Linked DNA regions of Ovis canadensis: region 1 is linked to region 2. The links are chromatin contacts, called in public Hi-C maps. All regions are on one chromosome and are shown on one strand. Each heading gives the region's core, a stretch centred on a gene start, on an enhancer-like site or on the middle of the called end of the contact. The rest is flanking DNA. Distances are from core to core; before and after follow the strand shown.

The links. A called contact is a pair of places that touch in the nucleus more often than the background predicts.
Region 1: a Hi-C map of fibroblasts shows a contact between it and region 2, with 4 times the contacts expected there. The contact joins the promoter of SPRY2 here to the enhancer-like site in region 2. A contact is called at or near these places in 2 of 2 Hi-C or Micro-C datasets (fibroblasts and lung).

What each region holds. Positions count from the first base shown.
Region 1 is chr10:69,980,088-69,985,667 of ARS-UI_OviCan_v2, forward strand. SPRY2 (sprouty RTK signaling antagonist 2) reads right to left here and starts at 1,281. Exons shown (of 2, transcript XM_069601869.1): 1 at 367-1,281.
Region 2 is chr10:69,809,059-69,814,963 of ARS-UI_OviCan_v2, forward strand. No RefSeq gene overlaps it. Among named protein-coding and RNA genes, the nearest start is that of SPRY2, 170 kb to the right of the region's middle. Within about 2 kb of position 4,038, the one cell type or tissue checked has open chromatin away from gene starts, as enhancers often do. A contact at or near this core is called in fibroblasts, where this site is marked.

The DNA of each region.
Region 1 (5,580 bases), core at 31-2,530, 170 kb after region 2:
ACACAAAGTGCTTCCCTCCCTCTCCCGCTCTCAGCGCCCAGTTCGCAGCCAGTGCGCCGCCGTGAGCTGGCCGCCACCCCGAGACCCCCAGCGCGGGCGCGCTGGGTCGTGGGGCCGGGGACACGGCACCCCGCGCGCGCTGCAATCTCCCCCACCCCGAACCCCTGCCGCCGAGGCAGGCCGAGGCCGGGGCGAGGCTGATCCGCGGGCAACTCCAGGGCTCCCCACGGAAAACTTGCGGGGTGAGAGAAAGGGAGGCCCGAGGAGAGACGGACCCACTGCCGGTCCCGCTGCACCTACTCCATGTTGCCCACAACGCGCCGGCCGCGGCGCCAGGAGGGGACGAGCCGGCCAAACGCGCCTCACCGTGATCGCGGCTTTGCACAAACCCCTCTCCGTTGGATTCTCTTCTTTCCGCGATGTGCAAATAAATCCAGCCCTGATGCAAACTTTTTGCCTCTCCTTCCTTCCAAACTCTGCTTCAGTCTAACTTCTGAGCGATTGGCTGGACGAGAAAAGGAGAGGAAAAAACATCCGGAGCCAAGTCCTAGCCGAAGAACACTGGAGTTCGGGGCTGGAGGCGACCCCCCTTCTAAAAGCGCACGCGGAGTATTTCCTTTTTTTTTTTTCCCCCCTTTTTTTCTCAATGAACTGGAGGCCGAAGCGCCAACGGCGAGTCTCCTCTCCCGGCAGATGAGCGAATGAGAAAAGAAAACGGCCTTCGCGAGGACCTAAAAGCCAGATGGCCAAGTCGTGCGGCCGCGGCCGCGTCCGAGCGGAGGCGGCGCGGGGGCGCGCGGGGCGGCGGGACTGGCCGAGCCGGGCCGGGCGGGCGCGGGGGCCTGGGCGCTGCGCGCTCCGCCGGCCCCTCTCCTCCGCTCGCGCTGCTGCGCGCAGCTCTCGGCGGTGCAGACTGGGCGTTGTGGAGGCGCGGCGGCGAGGCCGAGGCGGGGGCGGTGGGTGCGAAAGAGGAGGAGGAGAAGGAGGAGGAGGGTCTGGGGCCCGGCCGGGGGGGGCTCGCCGTTGGCCTGCGCCCTCGCCTTTCCGGAGGAGGCAGGGAGCTCTGCGGCGGCCGCGGCAGCAGTAAATGGCGTCATGTGGATCCGAGGCGGAACAGAGCAGTTGTTGTCCCAGAGGATATATCGCATCCGGTCCCAGCTCATTGGCTCCGCGGGGCTACATTCACTCACACTCCAGCGCCCGCCAGCGCTCCGAGCCGCAGGAGGCATTCAAAAGGGCAACCGTGCCGCCCCGCGCGTACCCGGGCCGGTCCTGCCGCCCGGGCCGCCGTCACGCGCGGTGCCCGCGGGGCCGGGCTGGGCACGGCGGGGTCAGTTGATCTAGTTTCAAGGAAACACTGACCTTAAAGTTTTCCCCAGAGGCTAGGAGGACGAACCTTGAGCTCGGCGGATTTAGGGAACTTTCTCCCCGCCACTAGGAGAAGGGAATGAACGTTTCAGACTAATCCTGGCTAGGCTGTGTTAGCATTAAAAACCAGTTGCGGGTTTTGAGACTTTCTTCTGAATCCATTGCAAGACAGGCTCTCCCCTTTTCTGTTCCCCCTCGAGGGGGCGACGGGGAGAGAAGCAGGGGGAGGGGAAGGGGAGCGGGAAGTGAGGTGGGAGGGCTATTGGTTTATCCTTTGTCTACTGGATTAACCCGATTATACACCAGGCACCAGGACAAACCGCCACCCCCACCTCCGAGCGGCGTACGAGAGGGGCGGAATGCAGATTCGGATTTCAAGTACCTCTGCTCTGGCCAGGATTTGCTTTTCATGGTGTCAATTGTAGCTTTTCGGTTTAATATTAGATGTTGTTCTAAAAGAGGGAGTGAGCTACAGATGGAAGCTTTCTGAAGATCTTCCTTGCCGTTTTGTTTCACGCAATTGGTGATGGAAATGCTACAGTCTAGGCCTTAAAAAAATTTAGTTAAATCAATCCTACACACGTACACGATTACTAAGGGCCACATCACGGGCTTCTGAAGTGGGAGGGGGGCTCGCTGTTCCACTGCAGATTTCCTCAACTAGAAGAATCATCGTTCATTTCCGACTCTCCTTGTCACGTAGAACATTCCCCAATAAGATTCTATTGTCCATCTTGAAGGTGATCTATTTTCCCACTTACAAAAAGAAATGTAAAGATAGAAAAGGCATACATATGCGCTGCTCTAACTGCCGATCGTTTACGAAGAAACGTGCAGGGACGTGGGAGCACCAATGGGAAATTAACACCCCCCCCCAACACACTCTTAATATTGGATTCTGAATGATTTACAGAATGAGTTTACTTTACAGGGAAGTACGGTCAGAACTCCCGAAGAGCACCTGCGACCTCGCGGTCCTAGGGTTAGAGTTCTTGAAACTGCTAGGAAAACGTGGTGCTAGATTTCCCGGGTCTGGTTCCACCCCACCTCGGTTCACAACCGCCCTGGCGCTCGCCGCCCTGTCCCGAGCCCTTGTCTGCGGATGTCCCGGGCGTGTTCCCGGCCACGCTACCCTCTCCCCTGCCTTCTCCATGTTTCTCTAGGGCTCCTCGCCCCGGGTTTGGAACCAGAGGTGGCAGAGGAAGTGGCCTGCGTTATTTCCGGACGCTGGCCTCCTGTTCCCCCACCCCTCGGGTGCGGGTGGACCAGGCTAAGTCCGCCTGCTCCGCGGCTCCCCCGGGACGACGGGGCCTCCAGCAGCCCCGGCCGCTCCCCCGACGCCCGGGTCCTCGGGTCCTCCGAGCCTCCGAGCGGACGCAGGCGCTGCTGCGCTCCCGGCCCATCGGGCCACCAGGGGGCGCCCACTCGCCCGGCGCGGGGCTGGGGTTGCTTTCTTCAACGCGACTCCACGAGGGCAGCCGGGGTTGCCTTCCTACCTTGGACCGGCCGGTTCACAAAGAATAAAAAGACGTTTTTCATGTGAGTGCAACAGCAGGTGCCTTTCTCTACCCTCTCAGCGGACACATTCCGCGAATGAGGGGCTCAGGTGCGGAAGAACCCCAGCTTTTCCCGAGGGGGACGGAGTTGGCGGCCCAAGCCAGGGTGTGCGAGGCTGGCGGGAACTCGCTGCCTAAGTCTGGCCAACAAGTCTCGGGCCGAACAGGTGAAAGAAACCCGACGGCTGATTCTTAGGGGATACTTGTGCCCAGGCTGTGTTTCCAGCATTGCAGGAGCTCTGCGAAAACACGCTGTTCGGGCTCAAAGCATGAAGTGGAATTTAAGTTAGAAGCTTCTGGCTGTTTAGAACACCTTCTGTGTTTACAGAGTCAATAGGGAAGAATCTAGGAATTTATCTTTAATGAACTGGAAGGAATTCCATGTAATCTAGCTCACCCAACATCCAGTTTGCAAGCTGGGAAAACATTTAACCTGTACCTTAAGCGCAATGTAAAAATGAGAATCTGCTGGGTTCTTTCTAATATACTCCTTACTATTTTTTTAAATTGTTATTCATTGTTGCTACTTTCCGCACGTGATGTATAAAGCACTCTCTTGTGTCTCCAAGATTACTTAGTTGTGATCCCGAAGAGGAATTACGTTTCTGTGTGTGTGTGTGCGCGCGCATGTGCGTGTATGCACGCCCAGTGAAGTATTTGGTGTAGCTATTATAATGTGTCCTAAAATTGATTTCATGTTATGTGCCAAAATTATAACGGGTTAATTTGGGGAGATACTTAGGGTTTTGAAAGAATGTTATGTAAAACTTCATAATGGAGTCCATTTTCAAATGTGTTGTGGAGAGTTCCAGAGAGGTAACCCTAATATGTGAACAGGTGTTCCTGCTTGACTGATGTTGAAAAATGCCCAATCCTTGGAAACACCTGCTACACCAACACTTACCTCTAAGTTCTCTGGAGGCACGAAGTAACAGGTGCTGTTAATCGCAGTCATTGAACAGTGGGATCTTATTTCTGCCTTTTAATTTTCTGTATTCATTTCTTTGGACTGACTTCCTTTTTTTAACTATCACTTGCTGACTCAATTGCTTCTGTAGTGTCCAACTCTGTTCAACCCTACGGACTGTAGACTGACAGGCTCCTCTGTCCATGGGGTTCTCCAGACAAGAATACTGGAGTGGGTTGCCATTTCCTTCTACAAGGGATCTTCCTGACACAGGGATCAAACCCCAGTCTCCTGCATCCCCTTCGTTGCAGGTGGATTCCTTACCCCTGAGCCACCTGGAAAGCCCTTTATTAACTCTAAGTACCTTCAATTTGTTTTTTCAAATGAGGCAGTGTATAAACAACTGTGAATTTTGCCTCCCCCAGTCTTCCATAGACAGTGTAGACTGCTTATTTACCAGTAAGTCTGTTAGACATGTTAAGTCAGATATTTTTCAAGGTTGCGGTTACTCATCTAAGCTTCCAGTTTATATCGTAGTAACAGGAGAATGTAGTTTTAAACAACTCTAGTTCCAGTTTTTTTATGAGATTGACGGAACCACTTGGCTTTACTGATTTAGATCCAGTTTTGATAACCAACCATATCTTGCAGTGATATGCTGTGTTTTTTGAGACAAAGAGGAACATTGATTGTTTTATGTATTTTTTAGTTTTATAACCAAGGTGAATTATCTGTGTATTCATATTTAAAGATGGCCCAATATACACAACAGTGTATACTGCTTCCAAGAGTAAAAATTGAGTATCTCAACTGCCTTAATAAATTTATGCACAGACTCTTTTGGGAGGGACCTTCCTAAGTTAAAGGCTTTGCAATAATGACCTTTTGATTTGACAGCCAGGACTGTAGTCATTTTACTTTTTGAATTGCTTTGAATTTCCAAATTCTGTATCTGTTACCTCTTGGAGAGAATTGGGAGTTGCTACAATGGAAATTCAAAATAGAACATTCAGTTCTTATCTACATCCCTAGGAAGACTGGGAAGAGCTTATCTCTGTGTCTGACCTTCTTTGGTGATGTCCTTTTATCCTTAGCTAGACTGGGGGAAAGATCTGGAGTCATCCTGGGGTAAGAGAAGTGATGGGTTCATCTTGAACTGGAGGCTCTGGTTGGTCTGGTTTTTTTCAGAAATCTTGCAGTCAACCTGAATCTGTCTACTTGGTGATTTCTACAGGTTAATCAGTCTTCCTGCCAGCTCTAGGAACTGTATTACTACAATTTATGAAAAGTCAGTTATGGACTGAATTTCTGTAACAAGGGAAAATTTCTCTACTGGCCCACATGATTTTTCTCATTATATCACCATTAAATTTATCCCTTGACCTTACAGTCAGGCTTCTTCCTTTGTAAGACTGATGTCTGGAGAGAAAGTCTAATTGGTGAGACCACTGTATTGTTGCTGTGCCTTTCCCCGGATAGTCCCAGGTTTATATGTTTTATTCTGTTTTAAACATTTGGTCCCTTTATTTTGGGGCTTCCCTGGTAGCTCAGCAGTAAAGAACCTGCCTGCAGTGCAGGAGCTGCAGGAGACATGGGTTCAATCCCTGGGTCGGGAAGATCCCTTGGAGGAGGGCATGGCAACCCACTGGAGAATCCCCATGGACAGAGGAGCATGGTGGGCTACAGTCCATGGGGTCACAAAGAGTTGGACACGACTGAAGTGACTTAGCACACACACATGCCCTCTAT
Region 2 (5,905 bases), core at 2,788-5,287:
CAAGTTTCTTCTAAGACTAAATATGTAGAATTTAATTTTGTAGACATGATAAAACTACATTAGGATGGATTTCTTTATCAAAATATTGTTTTTTATATGCAGTAATTTTATGGCTTTATGTTGAGGCTCTAGACTAATGTTACAAAGGAAGCTTGTGCAGTGCTTTTTAATAGCAACAAGTAGCAAATCTGTAAACTGAGAAATGTCAGTTTCTCAGGAAAAATAATAATATTCAAATGTCTGCAAATGTCAACATATTGAATTTAGAAAGTTAAAAAAAACAAAAAACATATTTGCAGGATGAACTTGCGTAAACTAAGAGTCCCCATGGGTCAGGACACACAAAAAAGCGGGGATCTCTTGCCCTCTTCCCTAAAAGGAACTTAGGCTATTCTTTGCCTCATACTCCGAAGATACCAAACAAACCAATTTAAAGGTCTCAAAGGTCATCAAGAGCCGGGATAGATGCCTGTCTTTCTGGAGCTGAAAGGAGGTAGGAACATATGAAGAGAAAATGGAAGTGTATTGGTATTACTTGGTATTACTTGAAGAAAGAAGAAGAAAAGTAGGCTCAAGACCTGGAAAAGTAAATTCATACTATGTGTCAAAGACAGCTTTCCACTGGTCTTTTCCACTGAAGAAAGCCTGGAGATTTATTCAAGCTACTGGAAAAGAGCAGGTTTTTGTTGGTGGGGGTGGTTTGTTTGTTTATCCCTAAAGCTTTGGGACATGCAAAATCAAATTATACACTAATGACTTCTTTTTTTTACATAGAAGCAAAGCTGACTTGAATTTTTTCAGCATATGAGATGAATTTTTTCACCCAGCATATGAGATGAAGGCATCTCATATGCTCCCAAAGTAAAGAGTGATTTTGAAAGTCACAATTTAGATCTTGTTTGCACTGAATTTGGAGTAGTTGACTTCTTAAAATCTCCCCTAACCCATTTGTGCTTCCTCGTGATGTTACATGGCAGCTAGTCTATGGAATGTTTTTAAAAAGACTACCCCATTATATTTTCAATTTGGAATTTTAATATCTCAAGATAGAAAAGGGATTGCTTGTCTTCACATGCAATATATTCATATAAATTTTTATCACAAGATTCCTACCATCCTTCTGATGCAGTTCATGTAAACTGAGCTTAACCAGTATTAATACCACTAAGAAGGAAATAGGTTTTATAGAGTAATGGAATTGACAGGAGCCTGATTGGTTTTAATTATGGACATGCTTGTCATCTAAAAAGAGAATGGGTTGAAAGGAAAGAGAAAAGAAGGCATGTGGAATTAAGAAAACCCAAAGCTGTTCTTAATCCCACTGCATGTTAAAGTCTTCTTTCCAGACCATACCTGAAGTTCTAAATAGTCCCCAGTTTGACGCCTCTCTTTCTTGAGTTACAGACAGTTGCATTCCTTAAGACCAGGGACTGTCACTATGAAAGAGAAGGTTCTCAAGAGGAAGTAGCTGTCAAGGATGGCTAGACTGGAAATGTTACTTATCTTGACAGCGGTTTTGACTATAATGGATTAACCCCAGGATCAGGGTTTGCCTACTTTCACCTCTTCCTACCTCCCTCTCTTTTGAGCAAATGTCTAGATCCCTAAGATATTGTTCTGTTGTCTAGACATTTTTATTTGTCACAACTGGCAGAGGAGTGCTACAGGCATATAGTGAGTGACTGTCAGGAATCACACTAAACCTCCTACGATGTAGAGGAAAAGTCCCTGCCACACACAGGAAATTATCTGGTCCAACACATCAACAGCGCCAAGGTTGGGGAGCCCAATTTTAATCCCACCTTGCACATCAGAGCATGCCTATTGACTGAGAGAACTTATTTCACCTCATGTGTTCTCGTCATAGCTCTGTTCCTTAGCTATGTCTCTTCAGTCATATGAGTGTTTTTGTGACCCTATGGACTGTAGCCCACCAAACTCCTCTGTCCATGGCATTCTCCAGGCAAGAATACTGGAGTGGACTGCCATTTTCCTCCTCTAAGCGATCTTCCCAACCCAGGGGTTGAACCCTCATCTCATTATGTTTCCTGCATTGGTAGGCAGGTTCTTTACCACTAGCACCACTTGGGAAGCCCTTTGCTCCTTTAACGTAAGATAAATGAACAGTGTATCCTTCCATAAAGGAAATATGCTTCTGTGCTTAAAGTCTTCCTGAGTGATAACAAATAAAATTACGTATAGCTGATTCAGGAGGAGGCTCATGAATGCATGCCATTGTTGGATAATAGTAATTTGCAGCTAACTAAGTCATCCTTGGGCCAGGTTGCATGTTAGAATTAACTGGAGAGATTTTTTAGAACGACTAGTGCCAGGGCCCCACTCACTGGAGATGCTGGTTGAATGGGTCTCATTAAAGTAGTCCAGTTTAAGCCTGGACTTAGGCGGCTTCCAGAGCTTGCCAAGTAGTTGTAATGCATAGTCAGAGATTTGCCACTGATTCTAGCTGGTGGGCACGGCTGCTATGCCAACAAACTCAGAAATTCATTCAAGGTCCTGCTCCCTGGAAATGAGCTAGGTACATAAAGTTTCAGGAGTTTGCTTGCTTTCTCTAGACGTTGTTGTTCAGTCACCCAGTTGTGACTCTTTGCGATCCCATGGACTGCAGCACACCAGGCCTCTAGTTGGCTGGGGGCTAAAGAATGAACCCAAAGATTTCCCTAAAGTCTATCACTACCTACTAATATCCACCTGAAGGACACCCAAGAGAATCTAAACTCTGCAAATTTAAATGTTGCACAATCTAGGAGTGCCAGGTGGGCACATGGCTCTAACTTTCCACATGTGTTTATCTTTTCTTTGCACTGTGTTTTTATACCCCATGAAGATTAATGCAGCCAACTTAGCTCTTGCCTGTCACATTCTATGCCAAATAAGACAGTTTCAGCAGCAAGGATGGTCGTTGTTCAGTCACTCTGTCATGTCCCACTCTTTGCAACCCCATGGACTGCAGCACGCCAGGCTTCCCTGTTCTTCACCATCTCCCAAAGTTTGCTCAAACTTGTGTCCATCAAGTCAGTAATACCATCCAATCATCTCATCCTCTGTCGTCCCCTTCTCCTCTTGCCCCTAGTCTTTCCCAGCATCAGTGGATTTTTCCAATGAGGATGATATGCTAAGCCAAAACATGAGGGACTGCAAATATATTTTCAAAGACTAATCTTTCTTTTCTTTCTTTCTTTCTCCCTAATCCACTGGAACGAGAAAGATAATCTGATGGTTTGTCCCCTTTATGCCATTTCCCTCCTTCCAAATGCCAGCCTCTAGGCTAAGCTGTAACAGTAAATGTGCAGATACTCTCTACAAATCTGGAGGACCCCATGATGGAGGTCTTCCTGGTGTCATTGAAATGTTCAGTTGAGTGTGTGCACACGTGCAGGGAGGGGTGCTGTACAATGAAGTGAGTAGAGTAGGGATTCAGCCATTCCCAGCACTCCTCTCCCCACAATCTGCCTTTCAAGTCCATTACTTCATCATAGGAACAGACCCTGTTCCCTCCCATCCTGAAGCGCTAGGCTTAGAACTACGCAAAGGAAATTTTGCTTAAGGGAAACAGTTTAAATGAATTGGTTTAATATTAGCAAAAATATTATTTCTTTAATAAAAACATATGTGTATAGTGAAGTTGAGTCAGTCAAACTCAAGAACTGTAGGATCACAGGCAGGGCAACTGGCACAAACTTGGCCACAGAGTAAATTTTCAATAAATAGTGAGTCTCACTGTGGTGTTCTCTGGCGCCTGGGTCCCACTTCTTTTACCTCTCATCCAAGGCCCCTCAGGTCCCCTGCTCCGGTAACAGAAGTGGGGTTTGATCACGCAGAAATAGAACTGGGTCATACCACCCAGAAATAGTGACAACAATAACTGGGGAAACTGGGAAGTGAGTGTTCATTCATTGTTGCTGTTGTTCAGTTGCTAAGTCATGTCTGACTCTCTTGCAACCCCATGGGCTGTAAGCCCGCCAGGCTCCTCTGTCTGCGGGATTTCCCAGGCAAGAATACTGGAGTGGATTGTCATTTCCTTCTTCAGGGAATTTCATCAGACTAGGGATTGCACCCATGTCTCGTGCATGGGCAGGCAGATTCTTTACTGCTGAGCCACCAGCGAAGCCCATTCATCCATTAGGAGAAGAAAAATAAGAGGGCTGATGGGAACTTCAGATTATGTACTAAAACAATATCACCACTTATTGTTTGACTTTCTTTGCTCATTCAAAGATAAAACATTTTCATAGTTCTTAAGAAATTCCAATTTTGAATTTTTAGGAGAAAAAAATATGGTATATTTAGTTAAATTTACCTTTAATTCTGTTAGAATTCTCCCTGTGATTGGATTTTACTTTCTAGTTTCATGTTTCAATATTGTAGGATATGCTACTGGAAGCATCTCTTTCTGTTAAAAAAAAAAAAAAGTGAATAATTCTCCTTTGTGATTGTCAAATTTGAGATGGCCGACCTTCCACACCTTAATGATTACATGTGTTTGGTTTGTTACTTGATAAAATGAGGCTAACAATACTTACCCCCCCAAAGTGTTGTAAGGATTAATTACTTAAGCATATGTAAAGCTTGGAACATATTTAGTATGTGCTAAATAAATGTTCACTCATTTCCATCTTTGTGCAGTGGTTACTCAACATAAACGTTTTTACTAACAGCAAATGATTTTTAAAAATAGAAATATATTAAGGTTTCTTCAAATCTATATCCAAATTGTTGGTTTCTTTATCTTGTAAACTTTGCTATAGCTGAGAGCTGCCATTAACTTAAGAAGAAATCTTCAAAAGAGGGACAACAGGGCTTCCTGCTGGCTCAGTAGTTTATGATCCACTTGCCAATGCAGGTTCGATCCCTGATCCAGGAAGATGCTACGTGTCACAGAGCAACGAAGCCCTTGCACTGCCATCACTGACCCTGTGCTCTAGAACCAGGGAGCCGAGATTACTGATCCCATGTGCTGCAACTACTGAAGCCCTCACCACCAACAGCCCTTGCTCTGCAACAAGAGAAAGTGCCACAGTAAGTCTGCACACTGCAACCAGAGTCGCCCCTGCTCGCCACAACTAGAAGGAAGGCCACGCAGCAACGGAGACCCAGCATGACCCCAAAGAAAAGAAACACATAAAATTAAATACATAAAATCTTTTAAAAATAGACAGAGACTACACTAAAATTTAGTATTTTACAAGTACAACATACCTCAGGATTTAGGATTTTCTTTCTCAGTAAGTTCTGACTAACTATAATGAAAGGCTATTAACATTCGGACTTTGCAAAGAGAAACTGCTTTCAAAACTATCTTCTAAACTATCCTTCTAACATATCTATTCTGGGGCAAGATAAGAATCTAGGGACAACTGTACTTTCTTCAATTATTTTCTGTCCTTTCTCTCAAGTCTCGTAGGAATCAATACTAAAATCAACTTAGAGGAACCCTGTTTGGAAACAGGTTGAATCCCTTGCTTTGGGAACAGGCAGTGGTCTCTTCCACCCCAAGGGACAGGGTGACCACAGTGTCTTAACCCTTAGTACAAATTGTTCTAGGAACAAGGAGAGGACATACCTTATACCAGAAGGCATGCTGAATATTTTAAGTGAATTCAGTGCCATATTTCTACATAGACACTCACAACATAACTTCTATTCTGGATTAAATAGAAGAAAGGCAGAGGCATTGTTGGTGAGACACAGTAGAGTTACTGTTCAGGATGTATAATGGTTCTAGGGCTGGTTGGGAGAAAATGTCCAGTTTCTGGGCCCACAACAGATAATGGTCATAAAAAGTAATTTCAGATGTCCCACATAAACAAAAATGCACCTAAACGCAGGTACTGTAGGGAATGTGAGTGAGAAAGGGTGAACGTAAAAGTCATGCCTTCACTTTTTA